2 separate regions of the Mus musculus genome follow, and region 2 is linked to region 1. Evidence: chromatin contacts called from public HiChIP or PLAC-seq data. All regions are on one chromosome and are shown on one strand. Each heading gives the region's core, a stretch centred on a gene start, on an enhancer-like site or on the middle of the called end of the contact. The rest is flanking DNA. Distances are from core to core; before and after follow the strand shown. Region 1 overlaps Fam184a (family with sequence similarity 184, member A). Region 2 holds the start of Fam184a (family with sequence similarity 184, member A).

What was found. HiChIP or PLAC-seq counts read pairs in DNA pulled down with a chosen protein or histone mark.
Region 2: a contact with region 1 is called in an H3K27ac HiChIP or PLAC-seq map of neural progenitor cells, with 6 times the contacts expected there. The contact joins the promoter of Fam184a here to the enhancer-like site in region 1. A contact is called at or near these places in 4 of 39 promoter capture datasets (the 3T3-L1 cell line, embryonic stem cells, hippocampal neurons and 1 more), 2 of 484 Hi-C or Micro-C datasets (both in nephron progenitors), 2 of 115 datasets of contacts at active chromatin or transcription factors (astrocytes and neural progenitor cells) and 3 of 9 other capture datasets (adipose tissue, liver and pancreatic islet).

What each region holds. Positions count from the first base shown.
Region 1 is chr10:53,677,208-53,684,338 of GRCm38.p6, forward strand. Fam184a (family with sequence similarity 184, member A) reads right to left here. Exons shown (of 18, transcript NM_001081428.1): 6 at 7,029-7,131; 7 at 524-685. Among named protein-coding and RNA genes, the nearest start is that of Mcm9, 51 kb to the left of the region's middle. Within about 2 kb of position 2,719, at least 13 of the 459 cell types and tissues checked have an H3K27ac peak or open chromatin away from gene starts, as enhancers often do. A contact at or near this core is called in astrocytes and neural progenitor cells, where this site is marked.
Region 2 is chr10:53,748,275-53,755,405 of GRCm38.p6, forward strand. Fam184a (family with sequence similarity 184, member A) reads right to left here and starts at 2,635. Exons shown (of 18, transcript NM_001081428.1): 1 at 2,439-2,635. The coding sequence starts at 2,606.

The DNA.
Region 1 (7,131 bases), core at 1,469-3,968:
TCTGTAAAAAGCATTCCTGAAGTCTCAGCCCTTACACTGAGCGTGGCTCAGGATGCAACCTTATTTGGAGACAGTGCTCACACAGTTTTTTATGAGTTTCTGCAGTTTAATTGAAGTGAGGCTATATCGGAGCAAATGACTCCTTAATCCAGTATGACTAGCACACTTCTGAGATGATGATACGGAGACAGGTAGAGATGAAAATGCTGTGATTAAAAGCAAATCAATATCTGGGGCTGCAAAAAGCTGCAAAAACAAACAAACAAAAAATCCAAAAAAAAAAAAACCAGTTTCCTCTTAGCGACATGAGAGGATGTCCTTGTCAGCACCTTCATCTTCGACACCTAACCAAGAGATGACCCATTTCAGTTGTATTCAAATTATTTGGATTACTTTTCAGTGGGAGTCCTAGGAACTAATACACTAAGTATATACAATGATGCCCACAGATGCTTCAAAGTCAAGTGGCCCAATTGTATTTTTACATTTAGACATTTAGATTACAGCAGAATCATGCAATTACCTCAACATTTAATAGGGCATCCTTGGTCTCCTTCAGCCTGCCTTTTGTCAGGTCCAGCTCACTCTGAAGCCTTTCCTGGGAATCCTGAAGACTAGAAATGAGTCCTTCGGCAGAGCCGAGACCTTGTTCACTCTTCCTTACGAGATCCTGGAGGCGGCCAATCTACGAGTGAACAGTGTTTTATTAACGTGCAGTACACAGCAGAACAGTGCCATCCCCACAGCTCCTGAGATGGTTTCCATATTCCTGGCTTTACTGCATGGATCCCTTCTTCACGACTCTGGAAGAAGCACTCGGCCAGCATACTCTTTACCATCGGTCATTTCTTTTAGACTTCCGTGTCTACGGTTTCCACTTTTCAGGATCATAATGCAAGGACATGGATACACCTTCCCTCAGGCTCTTGGCTTAAAGAAAATTCCTAGTTATATCAGATAATAAAATGCCAATGAAAGGGAACTGAAGCGAGATGAAGATTACATTAAAGATAAAAATACAAACTGTTTTAAAGCTTTTTTAAAAAAATCAAACCATTAATATATCATGAATCGAGTCCTTGTGCTATTTAGAAAGGCAATACATTTAGGTCAATGTTGGCAATCTCTTACATATATCTTCGAGACTCAGGTTTTATTTGTATTTCCATATAAAAGTTGCCTCAGGGGGGCGGGGGAAACCTTTGAGCTGAAACTTGGAACGAATGGACAATCTGTTGACTGGGTTGACAGAGACCCTCTAATTATAAGAGCTAAAAATCTAAAATTTTAAAGATCTTTAAAATCTAAGAAAATGCTATGAAGTCAACACTCATTTGAAAAGAAATGGACAAGCCTTCCTTTAAAATGCATGAACGTTTCCCTTGCAAGGATTTTCTTACAAATCCAGATTCCACAAAACAAGCCATGCAACCTGTTCATCAGCACCCTCTTTTCTCCCTCTTCTTTCAATGTAGGTGTCTCTGTGTGTGCATGCTAAATGAGTCGGGGGGGGGGGACGACAATGAAATCTATTAGTGTCTCTAAATGCTCATAAACTTAGTAAAATGATCAAAAGATGCCCCCTGTCTTAGTCAGGGTTTCTATTCCTGCACAAACATCATGACCAAGAAGCAAGTTGGGGAGGAAAGGGTTTATTCAGCTTACACTTCCACATTGCTGTTCATCACTAAAGGAAGTCAGGACTGGAACTCAAGCAGGTCAGGGAGCAGGAGCCGATGCAGAGGCCATGGAGGGATGTTCTTTACTAGCTTGCCTCCCCTGGCTTGCTCAGCCTGCTTTCTTATAGAACCCAAGACTACCAGCCCAGAGATGGTTCCACCCACAATGGGCCTTTCCCCCTTGATCACTAATTGAGAAAATGCCTTACAGCTGGATCTCATGGACTCATGAGATCTCAACTGAAGCTCCTTTCTCTGTGATAACCCCAGCTTGTGTCAAGTTGACACAAAACTAGCCAGGACACCCCCCTTCTGTGCTCTAACAGATATTCATAGCAAAAAAATCTGAACCTTTGGTAAAATTTCATCCGTTCCATTCTCTGAACCTAAGACCTATCTAGACACATGGTGGACTGTTCTCTTTCACGGCTATGACTGGTTGTTGTGGATGACCCTGGTGCTGTTGTAGTTTGATGTTAATTCTGCTTTCCCAGGAGGGGTTGTCTGGAACAAGGAATGAGTCACATATTCAGGTGACTCCCTGTAAACCATCCCCTAATGAATAAAGGAATTAATCACTGGGCAAGTAGGCGGGACTTCTGGGTTGGATGGAGGAAGAGAGGAAGCGGGAGAGAGTTAGGTCCTTTGGAAGTTGTATTAAGGAAATAATGAATCTAATTAAAAGGGTAATAAATATTTCCTCTTTTTATTTTTTGCTAAAAAGCAAAATGTTTTAATTCATGCATAGTTAAGTACAAAGTACAAAAATCAAGTAAGCAACAAAAATGGCTGATTGTTTTTTATGAGTCTAATTAATACAAATGAATTATATTTGAAAGCAACTATTGTCTGCCACCGTCAAAAATCTCTCTTGGGTACATGGGAGATCTACTCTCCTTCCCTATTGATGTCCCATGGTCTCAGCAGGAATTCAGCCCTACTCCAGATTACAGCTTGCTCAGAGTATAACCCAATACAACTGCTTCATTCTGTAGCCCTGGGAATGTTTTAAGAACAGCCATGGGGATAAACACATCATTGATAGAGCTCTTAGATGTTTTAGAAGAAAACGGGTCTCCTAGTAACACACTTTTGTCAGCTGTACCGGGCCCAAAGGAATGCATGACTGACGAATAAAGTCAACACAAATAAGGCAAATCCAAGAGGACAAGGAAACCCAGTTCCAGTGTCACCAGTTTCAGTTCTGGATCCAATCTGTTTGAAGCTCACATTATACAGGGACATTTTAATCACTTGAGTGAGTGTAAGTCCTTTGTCCTGATGATTTACATTCTAATGTCTGCTCTTTGCAATACAGAGAGAATACCCTAGATTCTTCTTGTTATTATGACTCCTGAGAGGATACAGAAGGTAGGCATCTCCTACCTAGACTCTCCATCTATTCATGGGCATTGTTCTTCAACCCTTTCTCCGTGGAAGCACAGAGACTAGTGTGGACATGAGCGTGAACCTTGACCCTAAAGTAAGCATTCTCAGGCTTGTGCTTAGAGTCAGCCTTACACTTCACAATTATTCAAAATATTTCACAGGGCCTCTGTTCTATGAGAGCTGCCTAACTCTCTAGCTAACTCAGCAATCTTCCTTCATTTGTCTTTGTCTTTGTTGCAAAGGTAAAGTACTGTGGTTACAATGATTAAACTGAGCTCCAAATACTACCACTTGGACTGAAATTTTGATTTTTACCCACTTTGTATGTGGCATGGACAAGTTCTCTCTGAAGTGACTTAATGATTAGAATCTCCTACCCTGGCCTGTATTACAGATAGAGAAGAATACAAATCAATGCTTGGGAGACTGAAAGTGATACTGTACCTATAGTTGCTGATGCACCACATCTATACTGATACTCCAATAGTATCTACAAAGGTCCCATGCATTGGGGCCTTTGTATAATATTTCCTCAATTTATCATCCTGTCCAGGCTCTGTCAATAATGCATCTTTCTTTTACAGAATGCATTGAGCTGGACATATAAATATCTCATTTTGTAAAACTCCTCATCATAGCAGGGACCATGTTAGTTGTGACTGCAATCACAGTGCCTCAGAGCTCTTTGTACCTAACCAACCATTCAATGTTTATGAAAGAAACGAATAAGTCAATTACTAAAATACACCACACATTCTTACTAACTAAGGGATAAAATCTCTTTAACATCTGAGTATGTAAGCATTTACTCTGTAAAAGGAACCCCAGTCCCTCTGCTTTGCTTGACCTTGTACTATGACCAGGCCACTAGTAGGCCACACGGTGTCTCCACGATGAAGCATGCAATGCCCACAGGTGTGCAAACAGCTCGAGAGAACAGAGAGACACAGATGACACAAGTGTCTAGGTGAATTAGAAAACGACTTCTTTTCTTTTGGGAATAGAGTTCTGTGGAGATTAAAGCTACTTCTGAATTTCCCCTATAAACAGTGCTGACATTTTCTCAATAATCCTTCACTATTTGCTTACAGTGATAAACAGAAAACTGAAGCTGCTGGCCCAGGGTATGTCCAGCCCAGGCTCCCACAGAGCCTGCTAAATCCCTTCCCAGGAAAACTACATGGTTCCATGTTGCCCTTGGCTTCTTCTGCATTATCTCTCTACACATTCAGTAGCACTGCACAGCCTCAATTGTAATCACAGTGACTTTCATGGTCATGAATGCTATGTTGCTCATTCCTACCTCTTGAATTTAGTGAAGTTAAAATTACTTTTCTTGTTTGTCTTAAGTTTATAAAAACAAAATAATGCTGGGCGTGGTGGCACACACCTTTAATTCTAGCACTTGGGAGGCAGAGGCAGGTGAATTTCTGAGTTGGAGGCCAGCCTGGTCTACAGAGTGAGTTCCAGGACAGCCAGGGCTACACAGAGAAACCCTGACTCAAAAAACCAAAACATAAATAAATAAAAATAATAAAAAACAAAATAGTGGTGCCTGTTCTACTTACTGTTTTGCAAATCCTCTCAAGGAAGTGAAGACAGGAATCAGTGCAGTTTACCAACCACTTACACCGCCTTCCTCTCTCTTTCTCTTTTGTGTATGGAAATGAAAGGACAACATAAACCCCATTTATCTACATTTAAGGACCAGGCCTGATTTCAAACAAGGCCATAAGGCACCAGCTTCAGGAACAGACCATAAGTCCCAGAAACTAAGTCATAAGACACCAGCTCTAGGAACAGACCATAAAATTCAGAATAAGATCATAACCCCCTCCCAAAGAACTGCCTGGAGATATAACCATAAAAATGGGGAAATATCTCAAAATTGGCCATCTGCACTGAGCAGCCCTATTTCATCACATGGCTGACTGTTCATGACATAGGAATGCAGACCACTGACCACCTGTGAGCCCCTAGCAATATGACCCACCAATGAAATTTTAGATTACCTAACCCTTCTAGAGAGTTCTACAGTTCCCTATAAGAAGGCCTGTGTGCCTTTGTCTGGGTTTGCTATTCCAAAGGATGGTTGACCCTGCATGCTGGTTGTTTCTGCAGAATAAATGCTCTTTATTTTTGCATACCGTCTGAGTCTGGGGTCTTACTTCATTGATTTCCAGACCCTTACAGAATGTTTTCTTCTGCAACCAGAAGGGTTTAGCTTTCACTGAAAGACCAAACAGGTCCTGCTGTGGCTCCTATAAACATGCCCTAATGCTCAGGCCACAGGCATGTGTTATTATGTGTTCCTATGACTTAGAGCGTTGAGACTGAGTTCTTGAACTGCAATGCATGCTCTTCAGAGTCACTGATGAATAGGAGCTAAAATTCTTAAAAATTTACTCCTTGTGATTTTAAACACTTATTTATATTAGAACATCCATAGTAGCTCCAGTGTTTCATTTTTTTCTAATTACTACACTTGCATGCATAATAATGTAGTTATAATCTGTTCTCACTAATGACTTGTGAATGAGTTTTATCCAAGCTTTAGTTAACTAAGAAATGTGGCTTTCCTTCATTTTAAGTTCAGGAAGCAGACTAGGAGATCTAAGTCAGTAGGCTCAGGTCAGTCGGAATGGCTGCCCGGCGCTAAGGCAAAGCAGAAGCAAATGGAGCGATGAGCCAAGCAGACTCCTGGGGAGTCATAACAATGTGGCATCAAAGCATCGCAGGACACTCGAACATAATTGAAAATGTAGCCAGGAGAGAAGAAAGTTTCATAGTCACTGCAACTCTACTCAGAAGTTTCAGTATGTAGGTTGGAAAAGAAACCAAGATAAACCATTTAGAATTGAGATGGCAAACCTGAGGGGCCTGCAGAAGAAGATGGTCACCTAAGTGTATTCTAGTGAGGGTGGGCCACAGCAACTTGTGTGGATTCTGATGAGAGTGCATTCCGTGAACTCAGTGAGGATTAGCTAGGACAACAGAAGACAGGCTGGGCTGCCGTCAGTGTCTGCATTAGCCTCTATCGCTCTCTAAGGCACTTTCTGTACTTTCTCTGGATAAACATTTGAAAACAACCCAAGAACACCGAGAGCAATCTACAGCCTATTCAGGGGCACTTGTGCCCTCTGCTGTGGTTTCTGAGGGCAGATTCAGAGTTAAGAGCAAAGTGGCAAGAGCAGGCTGTTGGGAGAGATGAGGTCAGTGAAGGAGGAGAGGCTGGCAAGATGCAAAGGGCGAAGGAAAAAAACAGAGGTAGAGGGAGCTCACCCAAGAAGCCATAGAGAGATAAACTGGAAAGAAAGAAGGGAAATAGTAGGGAAGCACTTAGCAATTGCCACAGCAGAGACAGAGGGGGAACTAATGACCCCCCCCCTCTCTCTCTCTCTTCCTCTTTCTTTCTCTCTTTCTCTTTCTCCCTTTCTCCTTCTCCCTCTCTCCCTCCCTCCCTCCCTCCCTCCCTCCCTCCCTCCCTCCCTCCCTCCCTCCCTCTCTCATTTCCTTTCTTTCTACCTACCTATCTATCTTTACTTACTGTTTTTTTCTTCTAGCATTTTTCTTATATTCTATCCTTAGCCTTTGATTTCCAAGGGTAAATAATATTTTCCTATCGATCTAACAATCTGTTTTCGAAGCCAGTATCTAGGCCCTACAAAGTTTCTCTCTTTAAAATGAGGCACACTAAGCTGCCATTCTGCAGATCAGCTGCTCCCCTTGCACCTAGTAAGGTGCAGCTCTGGTTACTTTGCATCCCTCCTCAAAAAACCATTGCTGGCTAATGTTTTTGACAGCACATGTCTACATAATAGGATATAAACACAGCATTAGAAAATCCAGCACTGAGTCAAGATCTTTGGCCAGTTTTCTCACCTACCTATGCGCTGGCATCAGATTAAGTTACTACAGAGTGTATATGAAATGTAGGCAAAAGGCCTAAAGAGCTCTTGCCTCCTGATTGGCTGAAGTCAGCTTGTCTCCCAGAGCTTGCTTTAGACTTTCCAGCTCTAGTTGGAGCTGATTTTTATCCTCTTCCAGACTCAGTTTCTCCTTT
Region 2 (7,131 bases), core at 1,385-3,884, 71 kb after region 1:
GGGCAAGCACTTTATCAACAGCGCTCTTCTTTAACCCCAAATTCCTACTCCACTGGTTATTTCAAAATAACAATAAGTTATTTTGAAACAAAAGCCAAAAGTCAAGTTCCAACCATAGTTCTATTTAAAGTTGCCTCCTACCGATATGAACTCTTTAGTAAACTCTTTACGAAAATCTCAGGCAGCAGCTACAATGGAACATCTACCTTCTACCGATATAAACTCATTAGTAAACTCTTTATGAAAATCTCAGGCAGCAGATACAATGGAACATCTACCTTCTGACAATCCTTTTATATGGACATTCATGATGTAAGGTTTATGGCATACTATTTACAAATAAGCATATGCAACGACAGAGTTTGACAATTTCTAAGGTGATAAATAAGGGAAGCAGCTTTTTAAGGTTTGTGAGACAGACTGAAATGGATCTGTTATTAGACTGCTTCATTGCCAGGTTGTATCTTACGAAATATAAAGGCCAGTGGTAGGGGCGGGGTAAGCCTTAGGCATTTCAGTAAAACTCACGGCAATCATCCCTCACCAACATGACTCCTAACTATCCCTCCCAGGGAACACTTGGTGATGTCTGTAGAGTTGTCCATTGTCACTTCTAAGTGCAGGGCAGAGGCATGTGCAACTTGCACCCACAGTTGGCAAGGATGCTATTAAGTAGCTCTGTGCCACACAGGACAGCCCTCTAATAGGAAACTAACCAATCTAAAATGTCAACTGTGTTACACCAAAAGTCTACTACCAGGAATTAAATGTCTGCAGCCCTTCCAAGCCAACAGGGGGGTTAGATACAGTAACTACAAACAGGAAATCAGAGTGTGGGCAACCCTCAGCAGTAACAGAAGCCCTGAGCCAGCAGCACCTGGCTCATTATATTTGAGAGAAAGATACTATCATCCTCTTAATATCCCACCTGAGCCAGCCGGGCTGAATTGCTTTTACTGAAGGGGGAAAAAAAAAAAGGACAGGAAATTGAATGTGTGAATAGAAAGGGGTAAAGTTTACTGAAGAAAACCAGCTTTTATTAAATACAGAGGCCCATGTCTAACCTACGGAGTGTTAGTCACAGGAGTCTCAGGGAGTTACAATCTAAAATAAGAACACAGATGTGGACATGGTGCAAGAAAAACCCAGAAGAAATAACAACCCATGAGCCTCGCTGTGGCTACCTGCATTCTGAAGATGAAACACCACCTGGGAGTCTGGACTTTCAGCCTCATCCATGTAAATGCTCTGATAACATGTGGCTACCACAGTTTACATCCCTTCCATTCTGGGTTTCAGGACCCTTCACAAAAGCAAACGGTACCAACTGAACGTGCAGCATCTCTTAGGATGGTGCTTAGAACAAAGACAGACAATCCAAAAAGGAAGAAAACTAACTCCACAAATTGTCGTGTTGCTCAGCATGGGGTGAGTCTTGATCACGTGGTTTTTGTTGTTTTCATCATGTGTCTCTATGCATCCCTTCACTCATTCCCGTTATCTTTGAATCCTCGATCGATCACATCCTCCTCCCCCGTCTCTTCACTCCCTTTTCACAAGTGTGCCCCCCTCCTCTCTTTAAACTCCAGGGAAACTGTATGATGGAGTTGAGCCAGATCTCAAGAGATTATCGAGCAGTGACCCTCAAGCCCACCTTCCTCTTCAACACTGCAACAGTCCTAGGGAACCTGGTCCCCATGTGTGACTTCCAGAAACCCTAGATCAGTCCCACACAGGGTGAGCCTGCTGGGTAAGAGCTACACAGAACCAACCCTTATGATCAGTATTCAGTATTTTACTAAATTCGAAAAAGGACTCATTAACGGGCATACACCACCCTGAACTATGCTTGGAAAACTGTGCAGGTGATGTGCAGGTCTTCTGATAAGATGGGGCATTTACTAAATGCAAACGCGGTGTGATTCATCTAATAAACCTTATTTGACATCTTGTGAGGGTAAGTAAGGAATGACTCATTAAATCCCTTAAAATGGCACGCAAGGTATGTTTTACCCTCCTACAGTCCTCGGAATAACCTCGGGAAGTTTATCCTCTCATTAACTGTGTAACCAGTAGCCTGACACCGATTAACTCCGAGGATCCCGGGTCATATTAGGTAAACCGGTACAGTACTTCACCGAGTACTGTAGCGCGGTGCTTCGTGCAGCCCTTGGCAGAGGCACCTGAGCAACAGGAAAAGTCCATTACTCCTGTGGAACCCAGAAAGTAAGCCCTCATGTGCTCTGTGCAGGTTTACCCCTAGTCGGTTGGTTATGGAGTGCAAGCCCTGGAAATCCCGCGGTGCAGTGTGCGGTGTGCGGTGTAGCTCAAGTTAGGTGGCTAGCGTTCCACCCAAGTTTGGAGGGACCAGGAGGCAACTCTGGCTGTTGCTTCTCTTAGGAGCCCCCTCCTGAACCCCGAGCCCCAGCACCCCATACCTTGGTGAGCTGGGCGATCTTCTTGCTCATTTTCAGGTGCATGTCCTGGCTGTAGTCCATGTTGTGCCCTGCCAGCTGAGCGGCAGCTGGGGAGGTCGCGAATTTGGCCGGCCCGGACGTGGAGCTACCGTAATAGTGATGTTGCCAGCTCATGCCCGGGGTCGCCATCTTCCCGGCAGACCCCAGCCGGGGCACCTGTCCCTGCGCGCGGGGCGAGGCCGGCGCGGCGACGACACGGGACAGGCGACAGCCCGGGCGACCGCTTGCCGACCCGCCGGCCCGTGCCCTCCAGTCCCGCAGCCAGCAGCCCCCTGCCCGCCCGCAACAGCCGCGTCCCCCTGCCTCGGCTTGGCGACGTCGCGGCTAGCGTCCCGCAAGAAGCGGCCACCGGGCCCCGAGACTCCGCGGCCGCCGGGGCTGCGGAGGGAGGCGGAGACGGGGCGGGCTGCAGCGGCGGGAGGCGGGTCCGGGGACGCGGGAGCCGCCGAGCGCCGTTACCAGGACGCGCGGCTCGGGGGCTCAGCGAGCGCGCGAGGGTGGCCACGTCATTTCCCCGCAGCCAAGCTCCGCCCCGCAGCTCCCCGCCCCGCAGTCCTCCAGTTTGCAGCTTCTCAGCCCGCAGCCAAGCTCCGCCCCGCATCCTTCCAACCCGCAACCTCCAACCTGCAGCTCCTCAACCCGCAGCCAAACTCTCATCCTCAACCCTCCAGCCCATAGCTCCGCGTCCCTGCAACCGGCAAATCTGCGACCCCGCAATCTGCAGCCCTGAACCCCTCGGCCCTCCAGCCGCCAGCACTTGTCCTCCACACTCCCATAGCTACACAGCGATTGAGCCCCACACTAGGCGCCCTGCCTCACGGAGGCCTCTCACAGTCGCACAAGGCCTTACAACCTTGCAGCCTGAGAGTTCCCACTGCATCCAGCAGCACTGTCTCACTTTTCACCGCGCAGACCCACAGCTGCCAGCTCCTTAACACACCCATTTCCCACAGTCTGCACCCTTTGGCTATTACCCTGTGCCTGAGTGTGCAATCTAGTTTTTAAAAGAATCGTCCAAAGAAGATAAAAAATTGATGGTGACCTTCGTTTAGCAACAAGCAGCGGGAAGCTCGACAGAGCCTCTCTGCATGTACTTTTTGTGTGCAGGCCCAGCCACAGCCGACATAGGATCTTAAGGCCAAGCATCTCTACACTAGAGAAGTGGTGGTGAAATAGAGGGAGATCCGATCCGTAATCCTACACGTGATTGGTCTTCCCAAACTCATCCAAACTCAAGCATTTCAGGGTCATACTGACCTAATGTGTGCCAGGCTAGAATGAAGCGATGCCAAGGGCCTATGTTTGGAGGACCATACCTCTACAATCAGCTGCACCCAATTCTCGGTGGGATGAAGCCTGGAATAATTAAATATGAAAATGTAATTGGCTAGATATTAGAATAGGACTGGGATATAGAGGGAAGAACCCAACAGGGAAACAAGATATCTGCCCTTAAATATTGGGGCTGTATCAAGATTTGGCATTATGCGTACTTTTTCCACCTTGCTAAATATATTACTTTATACTGATCTTTTTCTTAGCACCTCTGCCTTTCTAGGTAAAACGACTTAAAAACAACAAATAAAAACTTGTATCCTGTGTTGAGGTGGGGTCCTTTTAGGTGATGGTAATACAAACTCTGTAGGATTATACTTATATTTCAAAAAATACATTCTCCATACGGTTTTGCACAACTGAGCTCCTCCACTTCATGTGTTTCCTCTTTAACATGCAAGGAGCCATCACATGAAATTGAATGTGCTAGCAAATTGAATGGGGGCAGGGGGGGGGAATGAACTAACAAAGTATCTGAATGTGGCAAAAACTAAACAAGATGCAGATTGACTAGGATTCTAAAACATTTCCAGATCTGTTAAAATTCCAGAAGGAAAGATCAAACAAGATAACGTCTTCTGCCCCATACAAGGCACTCAGTACTTCAGTAGTAGACCTTCCAGAAATAGAATTCAGTTCTAGCATTCTGCATGGGGGAGGCAATGAGGAATGTGTGTGCATTTTCTGCTCCCTTAAGCACTAATTAAATAAGATAAAGAGAATTAGAAACTGTATAAACTGGTGGCACAACAGCTCCATGATGTGGTTAAGGGAAGGTTTTCATTTTAGATATTAGAGAACAGCCAGAGATATCTTGAAGAGTCCAGAGCAGGCAGAGGAAGTAGACTGAACATGGCCAGGGTTATCTGCAAGAAAGGAAAGACTAGCAGGAGATAAAGAATAGAGAGAACATAGTGAAAGAAGCAGGAATAGAGTGTTGAGAGAGGGAAAACAAAGCAACGGTTATATGGAGAGCTGGTAGCTGGGGAGGGAAGCCTGTGGGCTGTTGGGAGTTTGGGGTAGGGGAGGAGAGAGAGGGGTTGTGATGCTAGCATGGACTTGGAATGTGCCAACAGGTTCATGTGACACTGAGGGGACCTGGAGGCCAGCATGAGCTCTGATATGCTGAGAGGTGCCCCAGGTCCCTTCTGCCAGTGGTAAGAGGAGTGGTTCCTTTGGCAGAGGGGAACCAGCTCCGCAAGCTCCCAAGGAATGCTGGTTTTTAATCTAACCACAAGAAACCCTCCAATAGTCCATGATGAGCTCATCCCTAGATAAACTAATGACCTTTTGGAGGTTGGGCAATTGAGTTTCCTTTGGACCTGAGGTAAAGTTGCATTATTTAATTACCTTTGGGACAGAGAAAAACCTGATCATGTTAGCACCCTCTTGTCCTTCTCATTTCAAAAAAAAAAAAAAAGTTCACTAGATTTGTATATCAATATCTTGCTCAGGCAGGAGAGGTGTTTGGGAGTTCTGTTCCTGAAACAGAGTAGAAAAAGCACAGGGCAGGAACTACAGAGACCAATGTGTAGCATCAACTGAGTCCCTGCAGCTTCTCCTTTTCCACAATTCCTCCTAAAGGAGACAGGTACCCGCACCCTCCATCTCTGACTTACAAGTTAGAGGTTGTGGCACACAAGTGTCTGCCATCACTACTTCAAGACAAGAGAATCCAGCCACCCCTAAACTTTATGCTCAGAAGATATCCAGTGTTCTGTGAATTTAACATTTTCTCTATAAATAATAAATAGGCCATTTCAATAGAATTATGTTTATTATTACATAATCATAGTGATGTAAAGTAGGCTGTAACACAGAGGCTCACTTATAAAGAAGGTGTGTACGATACTCGAGAAAAGGAGGGTGCCAGTTAGGCAGATCTTTGTACAGTGCCAGCTTCTATCATGAGATGTTTAAAACGTCATCACTAACTGTTATTGGGTTCTTGGTGTTGAGGCTGAAGATGAGCATCTGTCTTGAGGGTGGCAACAGTATAGTAGATAGGACAGACTGGTAAAGAATATGCAACATCATAAAGGCGTTTCAAAGGAACTCCAGGGGGTGGTACACTTAAATTAGACTTGGGGTGTCTGGGAAGGCTTCACAACATACAAAAAGGTGGTACTTAAATGAACTACTGGAAGATGAATGTTTCAGAGAGAGAAGGAAAGAAAAATAAGCTCTAAGATTGACAAGAGATGAGGCGCTAGAGATGGGTCGAAAGAGCATAGCCTATTTAGGAAACGTCGGGTGGTGCAATGTGGCTAGAGCAAAGTTTGAATGTGTGTGGGGGGGGGAGTCAGAATACTAGTATGTCAGAGCAGGTGTCAAGACGACTGGTGGGTGGGAAGACTTATGTGTCTTGACAATGAGACTGTGGGAGCTTATTTTGATGGCACGGATGAGCCCCTGAAAAGCTTTAAGCAAGCAAAATGAAATAATTGGACTTGCATTTCTGGTCCAGAATTCTTGTGACTGAGGAAAATGGACCACAGAGACACATACATGGATGAGGCATCCATTGTTCCTGGTGGATGAGACATGAGGAATTGCCACCTTAAACATGTTGGTGACAAGAAAAAGGAAAGGTTGGAAAAAGGCAAACAGTACACGCAGGCTGGATAAAATGGGCACTCAAGGACATCACCCCAGAAAAGAAAGAGAAGGGACAGATATGTTCAACATGGGACGTGATAACCTTAGAGATACCTGTAGGACATCTTCAGTCAGGTTAAACATAGAAGAGGAACTATAACCATATCCAGAAGAGAAAAATAAATGCAATAGCCTTCAAGTGGACTCCAGAACCATGCTTCTGTGTGGAAAAAAATGTATCAATGTAGGTGGGTATTATAGTTTGGATAAACATCCCCCCAATATCCATATTTTAAAGGCTTGGATCCAGAATAATACAATGGAAAAGTGGTGAAGAGTGTAAGATGCTCTTTGGTCTGACCACAGCCTCTGCATTTACCTGTGGCCCTGACAAGAGCAAGTTTGCTCTGCCACATGCTTGCTGCCAGCACCGTCTGCCAGGCACACCAGAGCCACCAGCAAATGGGTCTGCAGGTCTTAAGACTGGAGGTTCCAAAACTGTCCATGAGAAAGGTTACTGTCTCTCTACACACTTACTGTCTCAAGTGTGTTATGTAGTGATGAGAGGCAAACAATGGTATGTTATTGTCTGATAACATTCTAGAATTTCTCTCTGAGGAGGAGTCATCTGCAGTATGTGAACGCATCAGGCCTATGAGATAATACCCAAGAACCCGAGGTTCATACTGATGCAGAGCCTTGGTCCAGCACAGGTACAGGC